2 separate regions of the Triticum aestivum genome follow, and region 2 is linked to region 1. Evidence: chromatin contacts called from public Hi-C data. All regions are on one chromosome and are shown on one strand. Each heading gives the region's core, a stretch centred on a gene start, on an enhancer-like site or on the middle of the called end of the contact. The rest is flanking DNA. Distances are from core to core; before and after follow the strand shown. Region 1 holds the start of LOC123062055 (probable alpha,alpha-trehalose-phosphate synthase [UDP-forming] 7). Region 2 has its middle 110 kb from the start of LOC123062055.

Region 1 (5,036 bases), core at 773-3,272:
TGTGAAATGAGGGTCTAAGGCCACCACCCTGAAACCAAATCCCAATCCAATGCCCCAGCATGTCCTTCTAAAATGGTCCTTGCAAGCCCTCTCCAAGTCCTGGATGAAGCTCTTCGACCAATAAGCAACATCATGAGTGCTGACATAACGGTAGTGCTTCTCGTGCCTCAGCTGCTTCTCCTGATCAGACATTGAAATGGCCTCATTCATCGCCTCTGCAGTTGCCTCTACATTCCATGGGTTAACACGAATAGCACCACTCAAAGACGGTGAGCACCCAATGAACTCTGACACCACGAGCATGCTCTTCTTCGGCCCAGTCACCTCCGATGAGGACTCCGACCTAGGTGTCCCCTGCCTACAGACGATGTATTCATATGGTGTCAAGTTCATCCCATCCCTTACTGCGGTCACTACCACACATTCCGCGATCGTATAGTAGGCACTCTTCTCCACACTAGACACATCCCTATCAATAAAAACAACAGGGCTGTACCCGGACCGGCCAAACTCTCCATTGATCCTATTGTAGCTCTCACGAATCTCAGCCTCAATGGCTTCCAGATCTTTACCCTTCCCACGGACTGGCTTTGCAATCTGCACCAACACTGCTCGTCCCTGCCACTTGGGGTGCGTCCTCAGCATATTCTCAAAGGCAAGAAGCTTCAGATTGATCCCTTTAAAGATGTCCATATCATCCACACCGAGCAACACAGTCTTCCCCTCAAACTGCTGCTGCAGCTCGGAAACTCTCCACTGCCTGTCCGGCAAGCACAGAACCGCCTGCAACTGATCCATATGAATTCCCACTGGCATGATTTTGATCCCAACAGTGCGGCCAAAGTACTCCAATCCAATGTACCCACGCTTGGACTGGTATTCGATTCCCAGCATCCTACTACAGCATGAGAGGAAATGCCTGGCGTAATCGAAAGTGTGGAACCCAATGAGATCACAATTGAGCAGCGCCTTTAGGATCTCCTCGCGGACAGGCAGGGTGCGGTAGATCTCCGACGAGGGGAATGGGCTGTGGAGGAAGAAGCCGATGCGGAGGCGGTTGAAGCGGCGGCGGAGGAAGGTGGGAAGCGCCATGAGGTGGTAGTCGTGGACCCACACATAGTCGTCCTCCGGGTTGATGACCTCCACGACCTTCTCGAAGAAGAACTTGTTGGCGAGCACGTATGCCTCCCACGAGCCGCGGTCGAAGCGGCCGTTGCCAGCCGGGGGAGCCGATGAGGAGGAGGAGGAGGAGGAGGTTGCTGTAGGCGCGGAGGAGGCGAAGGGGAGCATGTAGTGGAAGAGAGGCCAGAGTTGGCGCTTGCAGAAGCTGTGGTAGAAGCGGTCGTGGAGGGACTCGGGGAGGAACACCGCGACGCAGCGGAAGCGGTCGTACAGCGCCTGCGAGACCTCGTCCTGCTCGGCGAGGGGGATGTCGGCGCGCACGCCGCCGACGAAGAGCACCTCCATCTCGTCGGGAATGCCGTCGCGGAGCTGGAGGAGCAGCGAGTCGTCGTCCCAGGAGAAGGACCAGCCGCGGCCGTCGGGGCGGCGGCGCGCGACGATTGGGAGCTGGTTGGAGACGACGAGCAGGCGCTCGCCCGACACGGAGGAGGGCACGTCGGAGGCGACGCTGTTGGTGGCGGCCGGCTCCGACTCGTCCTCCCCGTCGAGCTCCGACAGCGTGCCCGGCACCGTCATGACCCGCGACATCCGCTTCATCCCGAACGAGCCCGACCTCCGCCGCGCACCGCCGCTGGCCGGGCCCAGCGCGGCGAAGTTGCCCTCGGCGAGATCGAGCAGGTTGGTATACGACCGCGACATCATGGCTGAAGCAGGCGCTCGGAGAATCTAGCCCCCTCGGATTGGCGGAACGGCCGAGGTCTCCAGCAGAAACCGCGAGATCGTGCCCCGCTCTGATCTTATCCGATCTGATCTGAGAGAGACGGCGAGCGAGGGGTGGGGGAAGTGGCGTGGTGGGTTTTCGAGTTTGGAAATGAAACCGGAGGCGAGAGGTTGGGGACGGGGGAGGAGGACGCGGCCCGTATATTCCACGGGGCGGGGGGTTAGGCTGAGGCCCGGCGCGCGACTCCCTCGTGGACTGCCGTCCACTGACAGCAACGGGCTGCCTCCGGGTCGGTGGGTGCGATCCCCGTGGACCGCGCCTATCCAGGGCGCGCGGAACGGGGGGCGCAGGGGATAAGGTTTGCGCTCGCACTCTCCGATGCCAGCTGGCGTCACGCGCCCCACCATCCCTCCCCTCCCCTCCCCTTGTGGGGCGCACTCACTCATTAACGGTTACGATGAGGGCCGCTACAGGAGCGGCTGGCCGACGGACGGACCAGATCCACGCGGTCGTGGGCCCGCCTGCTGGCCATTTTAACTGTTCCGGTGGCTCATTTCGTCCTCTCTTTCCCCGGTGGGCGAGAAAAACGTGTCCGGTGCGGGCGCGGCCACGACGCCGTGGCCCGGGTGACGCAGGGCGTGACGCGCGCGCCGGGGAACTGCCTGCGCATCGCTCCTGTATGCTCGTTTGTACTAGTATTGTTTTGTTCCTTCTGCTGCATTTAGATCTTTTTGGACTCCCGGCTCACAAATCTGTGGTTTTTGGTTCAATGGTAAAAACATGTGGCTCAGAATCCATCATGTTGAGCGTCGCTCGCATCGCATCCTCGGCCCGCAACTACGATGCCGCGGCAGGCTCATCAGATTGGAAGTTGTGTGTGTCTTTTACTACTGTCTCAAGCCTCAACAGACAACAGGTTATGTAGTTTTTGTGATGCGGTGGGCGGCCTCCTGAAAGCAGCTTTGCAACCCTCGACCGGAAAAATAAGATCTCGTCTCGCCGTGGCCATTCAGCAGTCGTGATTCTGAGAAGGACAATTATATGAGTTAAGTAATACTCGTACTAGTACTGCAGGTTATTAAGCTTGATTAACATAATCCAAGTGGTCATTCTAAATGAAAAGCGCAGAAGCGCTTAAGCAGTTCAAGAAGCCGGCCATCTGCTTTTTTTAAGCAGCAGCCAGGGACGAATCAACGCACGTTTCGTCAAAAGAGGCCTTCCAGGCGAGGTGGCTGCTGCCGGGGCCAAACTTTCTCCAGGTTGGAAGCTGAATTCGACTCCCCCAAGCGGCAAATGAGATCCATCGGCGGTGCGCGGTCGTCTCGTCGTCCCCAAACGCCAGCTCGCATGGCGCCGCCGTCGTCGTGTCGTGGGGCGGGGACGCGGCTGGCCAGCACGTTCACGGTGGCTGGCCTGGCACGCGCTTAACTTGCCTGCAGCGGGCGGCAACAGGCGCCGACGTGTAGGTGACGTGGAGGCCGAGCACCGCTGCCCAATCCGGGCGGCGTCGCGTCGGCTCCGAGTCAGCACCCTCCATATCCGCACGGAAAGAAAGCATTAAAGAAGCAGGGCGCGTCTCATTGTCCATGACCTGCAATGGCAAAGCTGTTTTCTGCGTGGATGCTACGTACGACTATGACACTTGGGCCATGCACCCCAGCCGCCGCGACCATCGGTCGGTCGGTCCAAGGATGTTTTGAGGCTTCCAATAAAACAGTATTTCTTCATCTCCTAAGAGCAACTCCAACGCGCCGACCAATTTTATCCGCGCGCGTCCGTTTGGATCGCAGCGGACTAAAAAGTCGACCCAACGCACCGACCTAAACAGACGCTCGTCCGCTTTTCGTCCGTTTGCTGATCCATTTTCGATCTTTTTTTAGCCTGATTTGCATTGGCGCGGATACGAGATCGACGCACGCGCAGTGCGACAAATACTTCCCCTGGCCCGACAGTCAATAGCAAAGCATCCATCGTTCCCACCAATTTCCCAAAAACCCTCCTGGCCGCTCGCCATGGACGACGCCCTCGATGCGGCCGCCGGCCTTGCCTCCCCCCTCTAGCAAAGGCAAGCCCCTCGCAAGACCGTCGCGCCGCCAAAGAAGAAGCGGACCTCCGGCCTCGCCTCCTCCTCTGGCAAAGGCAAGCCCCACGCCCCTCGCAAGACCGCCGCGCCGACAAAGGAGAAGCTGACGCCGGAGGAGCGGGTCGTGCAGTCGGCCAAGAGGAAGGGCCGAAGGCACACGGCAGACACAAGGGAAGAAGCAGCGGTCACCGCCGCACAGCAGGAGGACACCAACGCCCGCGTCGCGGCGGCAACGAGGGAGGCCCTGTTCTACCTAGGGTTAAACCCTGGCCAGCACGGGCTCGTCAACGCCGTTGTGGCCGCGGCCAGCACCGGCTCGTCCGCATTTCCACGGATGGTGCTGACGGAGTCACCGCGCGCGTCGACGAGGCACCCGATCCCCGGCTTCCACGTCTACCCGCAAGCCTCCCAACTCTCCGAGGAATGCTCGTCGGAGATGAGCGTGGTGGTTCCTTCCACGCTCGCACCCGTGCCCATCGACCTCAACGCCACGCCGGTGGCTGGTGCGTCGTCATCCAGATGGACTAGGAAACGCGTGCGGGTGATGCCAGCCGACGTGCTCCCCGGCACTCGCGACCTGTTCGACAGAATGCCGGCGGCCGCCGCCGACAAGATGGTCGACCGTTACATGAAGAGCATCGTCTTTGAGGGTGGTGCGGCGGCCGCTGGCAGTGCCACTGTGGCTGGCTACGATCCCGATGAGACCCAAAGCCAGGACGGCCGAGGGCCGTTCACGCCGGCGACCTATGATCAAGCTAGCATACACGATGCCTTCATGCAAGATCAAGTCGGCCTGGACCTGGACGGCTTCCCGCTGGACCATGAGTTTCCGGAGGACTATGGGCTCGAGGAAGAGGATGAGTTCGACATTGACAGGGAGACTTTGTTCGAGGATATGTTTACAAGAAAGTGAGTGGGAGCTCTATAGCATTTCTGTTATTATATGTGGATGACATATTGCTGATTGGAAATGATATAGAATTTCTAGATAGCATAAAGGGATACTTGAATAAGAGTTTTTCAATGAAAGACCTCGATGAAGCTGCTTATATATTGGGCATCAAGATCTATAGAGATAGATCAAGACGCTTAATTAGACTTTCACAAAGC
Region 2 (4,519 bases), core at 1,149-3,648, 110 kb after region 1:
CAACTTTTCCTCCCAACCTTTAAGTCGATTCACAACTCTTTCAACGAGGTGAGAGAAACTATCACTCCGGTCCAAACTCACCATAGAAGGAAGACCAAGATATGTGTCAGAGATTGCTTCCGTCATTATGTTCAGTTCTGCACAGACCTGAGCTTTGATAACCACATTCACATTTGGGCTAAAGAAGATACTACACTTCCCTTCACTCACCAATTGTCCAGAACTTGCACAATATTCATCCAATACCTGTCTCAATGAGGTTGCATTATACATATCCGCTTTCATAAGGATTAGGGAATCATCAGCAAATAGTAAATGAGAGACTGATGGTGCATTTCTGCACACCGGAACACCTTCAATGCCACGAACTTCCTCTTTATGAGCCAAAGCACTAGATAAACCCTCTGCACACATAAGAAATAAATAAGGTGATAAGGGGTCCCCTTGTCAGAGCCCCCTTGTAGGGGTAAATTCCTCTGTTTCTTGATCATTATACCTCACTTTGTATTTAACCGAGGAAACACAAGCCATTAAAAGCTTCACAAACTCTTTTTCAAATCCTAGTCTTTTCATCATCCTCTCCGAGAATATCCACTCCACACGATCATAGGCTTTGTGCATATCAAGCTTTACAGCACAATACCCCTCCTTTCCTTTATTTTTATTTTTATTTTTTATAGTATGAATGCATTCATAAGCTAGCAAAATGTTATTCGTAATGAGTCGGTCTGGAACGAAAGCACTTTGCACTGGGGCAATAATATCATCAAGACAGAGCTTAAGCCGGAATTCTATCATTTTAGAGATCACCTTATAAAGAATATTGCAAAGACTTATGGGTCTATGTTGGGTGATCCTGTACGGGTTATCCACTTTTGGTATAAGAACAATGACCGTGTCATTCCATCCTTCAGGAATAGCCTTGTTATTAATAGCATCAAGAACTTCAGTAGTTAAAGCATCACCAAGGATGTGCCAACATTTAAAAAAAAAGATAGCATGCAATTCGTCCGTACCGGGAGCTTTCAAATCGCCAATGGGAAAAGGAGCTTTTTTTACCTCTTCGGGAGTATATGGTTTTAGTAGAGCTTCATTCACCTGCGGCGTTACCCTCCGATTCACCTTTTCAAGCAAACTAGGATCCGGTTCATCAATCTCGGTGGAGAACAGGCCCGCAAAATATTGGGAAATTAGCGGGTTTAAGTATGCAGTACCCTCCCGCCAAACGCCTTGATCATCCTTCAGATTGCCTATCCGGTTCCTTAGTTTCCGAGCAGACGCAAACTTTTGGAAATATGACGTATTTCGGTCACCGAACATGAGCCAGTTTATACGACTCCTTTGAGCCCAGTGAATCTTCTCCATTGGCAATAACTGTTCCAGCTCTTCCGCAAGTTCCTTTTGTTTTGTAACATTTTCCTAAGAAAGCACATCCCTGGAAACTTGCTCTAATTCTCTCTGTACCTTCTTAATTTTCTTTGAAGATTTGCGCAACACTGTCTTGTCCCACCGATGAAGTTGTTCATGAACATACGCCAAACGGCATGCAAGCCCAATGTTCTTCTGCTCCGGCCTTGAAGACTGCCAAGCTTCTTCTACCACCTCTCTGAACTTTTCTTCTCTCAGCCAACGTGCCTCGAACCGGAGGACTGATCTTTCCACGGGTTCTTGAACCACTTCCTCATGCAAACTCATAATTATTGGTCTGTGATCCGACTCTTTTTATTCCAAATGTTCCAGAACCGCGCTAGGGAACATTTCATATTTATTTTTTAACTCGGCATATTTCTTCAACTCCTCATATTCCGGCTCTTATGTTAACGTGCACCAAATGTGCATCGACGGTTGACAAGCTGGGAGCTTGAGATAGATAGATATATTCCTGATGATCCTCGACTAACTCTCGTGAGAGGGAACGAGGACACGTGGTTATAGCAAGTGCCTCAAGATATAGATGTGTCCAAATATACGATTGGTTCCAAGGAAAGCTATTCCATCGGGACACTGATCTGCATTGCATGCAACAAAAAATGCTGACGTGTCACTAATCCTGATAGAACGATATGCCACTAGAAGAGGAGTGCTTCGAAATCTCTGAGCAGCAGCAAAACAAGCCGCTTTCGCCTCTTTTTGGCGAAAGATACTTGATAGTTTTCCACCGGCACTTCCATCAACAAGTGGGCGTCGCAAGAACCACGAAGATTCCGAGAAATTCCAAATCATCTTGCCAACAAGCTAGAGCTAGACGCCACGGACCACGAGCCAAAAGGGGGAAATCATGTGCGACACCGATACGGGCGCGATCGCCAGCAGACTGGACCCTCGCGTCGTGTTCCGATCCTGACCGGCATGCATTGGCCCTGGCCCTGCCCCCCGATACGACACGACGGGGTGGATCGCCGCGCTGCGGGTTAATGATACGGTGAATGTGGCGCTTGGCGCGCGCGGAAGGCCGCCCTGTGATGGTGGTGGTGGCGCCCGCGGGCGGCCGACAGCGTCGCCGTCGGCGAAAAGCGGGCCGCGCGCGGGTGGAGGAGCGGAAAGGCCGCGGCGGCCCTGGCGCCGGCGCTGCTGGGGGTCGAGTGATTGGCCCTTCGGCCGGGCTCGCGATAAGACATCGACGCGCGCATCTTCCGGCCGGCGCCGCGCCTACGTTATCTGCTGCGGATAGGAACCCCCCGACGGCCCAGATCCTCTCTCTTTCGGAGAATTTACGGCCCCGATTCGATTCTCAGTCCGGCAGATAAAAACGATCCCGCTCCGCCTGCAGGAGCAGGACCAAACGGGTCCCTCTCGCTCTTTCGCGTCCCGATGGCTCCTGCGTGCCTCCTGGTCCTCTCCAATCATGCTAGGTTCCATCTAAATTCCTACTGGCTGTAAATAAGTACAGATGATTACTCGGTAGTGGGACGATCGTGATGAGTTTACCGGCTAGGTCAAACATGCTCACGTATGCACGCCAATTATTCTTGCCACACTTAGCGGTCCGCCATGGAGATGCGGAGCGGGAGACGTGCGTGACGGCATGGTTTCATGCACGGCTGATGTCTGCACCGTGCATAAAATGTATAGAATGCCCAGCAGATCTTGACGCGTTCATGGCTCCATGCACACCCTGGAAAGTTCGAGGACACCGGTATTTTAAAGCGAATCTCCGGTCAAGGCCGTCGGTGAGACCGGATTATTTCGGTGGTGACGCTGAATTGCCGGGAGGCCTGTACGTGCTTCGTTTTTATATCGTTCTTTGTCGGGTTGGCTTAGAGGCCGGTATCACGACACAATATTGTTTCTTGTCCTCTGTTTCTGTTTTTAAGGGGATCGCACGTGGATCATCTGCAAACATGCAACCAGAGGGAAGAAGGTCTACAGGGGGGAATTTTCTCGGGCGCTCGTGCTGAGTTCGATGCTAGCCTCGGGAGGTCCTATACGACGCATTCTGCGTCAAAGTGTCGCGTTCGCACAGGGGGGTTCGCTAGTGGGCTGTTTGGGCCGCTTTTCTCTATTTCTCTGTTGGGCGCGCGTTTTAAAAACCGTTTGTACTGTTTCGCGAACGCCTGCTTTCTCTGTTTCACGCGTGTTTGTTTCTCGGTTTCTTTTCTTGTACTGTTTCTCTCTGTTGCTTCTGTTGTTTCTTTGTCAAAGGAAGATCAGTTCCAATAAAAGAAAAAAATAATGACAACTTATTTTGCAAACTTATTTTCCAACAAACATAATTGTTTCTTTGTCAAAGGAAGAACAATTACAATAAACTTGACAAACAGTAGTAAAAGAAGAGTTCGAAATGTGCAACAAAGAATCAGTATAAGAAAAAAAACATACAGAAAAAATACATGGAAAAAATAATATAAATATTTGAGCTTCTTTGCAAACTTATTTTGCAGATTTAAGCCTTATTAAAAATTGAGCGTAATGCAAGAAAATATAACTAGGGAACCATGTTAAACAAAAGGCAGATTAGTTTCCTCATGGAACTGTTCCTTTGAGTTGAAAAAAATTCTTGCATTGGGACCCTTGAGAATTAAAAAGGGAAATATGTTTCCCAAAGAAATTGGTTGCTCGTTTACAAAAATGTTTCAGCTGTTTTCAGACATTATTTACACCCAAATTTCTTGGAAAGAAACTATCACTAGACCATTAAGAGAAAAAAAAGATAGCTCTATCGTTAAGGAAACATTTTTCGCATCGAAGTATTCCTTTGAGTTCAATCTTGCAGTGCAACTTCCCTTGATGGTGACAATATTAATGAGACCCTTGAAAATAGAAAGAAGAAATATGTTAATTGGAAACACAGGTGCAGAACATAACTTACATGTCTCTGCAGGAAAGAAGTTACTAATGGGAGCTGAATTTCATTGTGCTTGCAAGTTACAATCTCGAAAAGGAATTTTTGACGTAGAGCATGTAAATCCTCCTACAATATTTTAGAAAAAGTTGCTGTTTCATTCCTGATATGTTACAAGTAATGACCAAAAAAGGAAAGATATGACTATTACTTACATTAGAGAAACCTTCCAAACCG

What was found. Hi-C and Micro-C count contacts between places; a contact is called where the count stands out from the background.
Region 2: a contact with region 1 is called in a Hi-C map of leaf, with 6 times the contacts expected there. The contact joins the enhancer-like site here to the promoter of LOC123062055 in region 1. A contact is called at or near these places in 3 of 5 Hi-C or Micro-C datasets (all in leaf).

What each region holds. Positions count from the first base shown.
Region 1 is chr3A:529,004,012-529,009,047 of IWGSC CS RefSeq v2.1, forward strand. LOC123062055 (probable alpha,alpha-trehalose-phosphate synthase [UDP-forming] 7) reads right to left here and starts at 2,023. Exons shown (of 3, transcript XM_044485385.1): 1 at 1-2,023. The coding sequence starts at 1,824.
Region 2 is chr3A:529,116,998-529,121,516 of IWGSC CS RefSeq v2.1, forward strand. No RefSeq gene overlaps it. Among protein-coding and RNA genes, the nearest start is that of LOC123062055, 110 kb to the left of the region's middle. Within about 2 kb of position 2,399, at least 7 of the 8 cell types and tissues checked have an H3K27ac peak or open chromatin away from gene starts, as enhancers often do. A contact at or near this core is called in leaf, where this site is marked.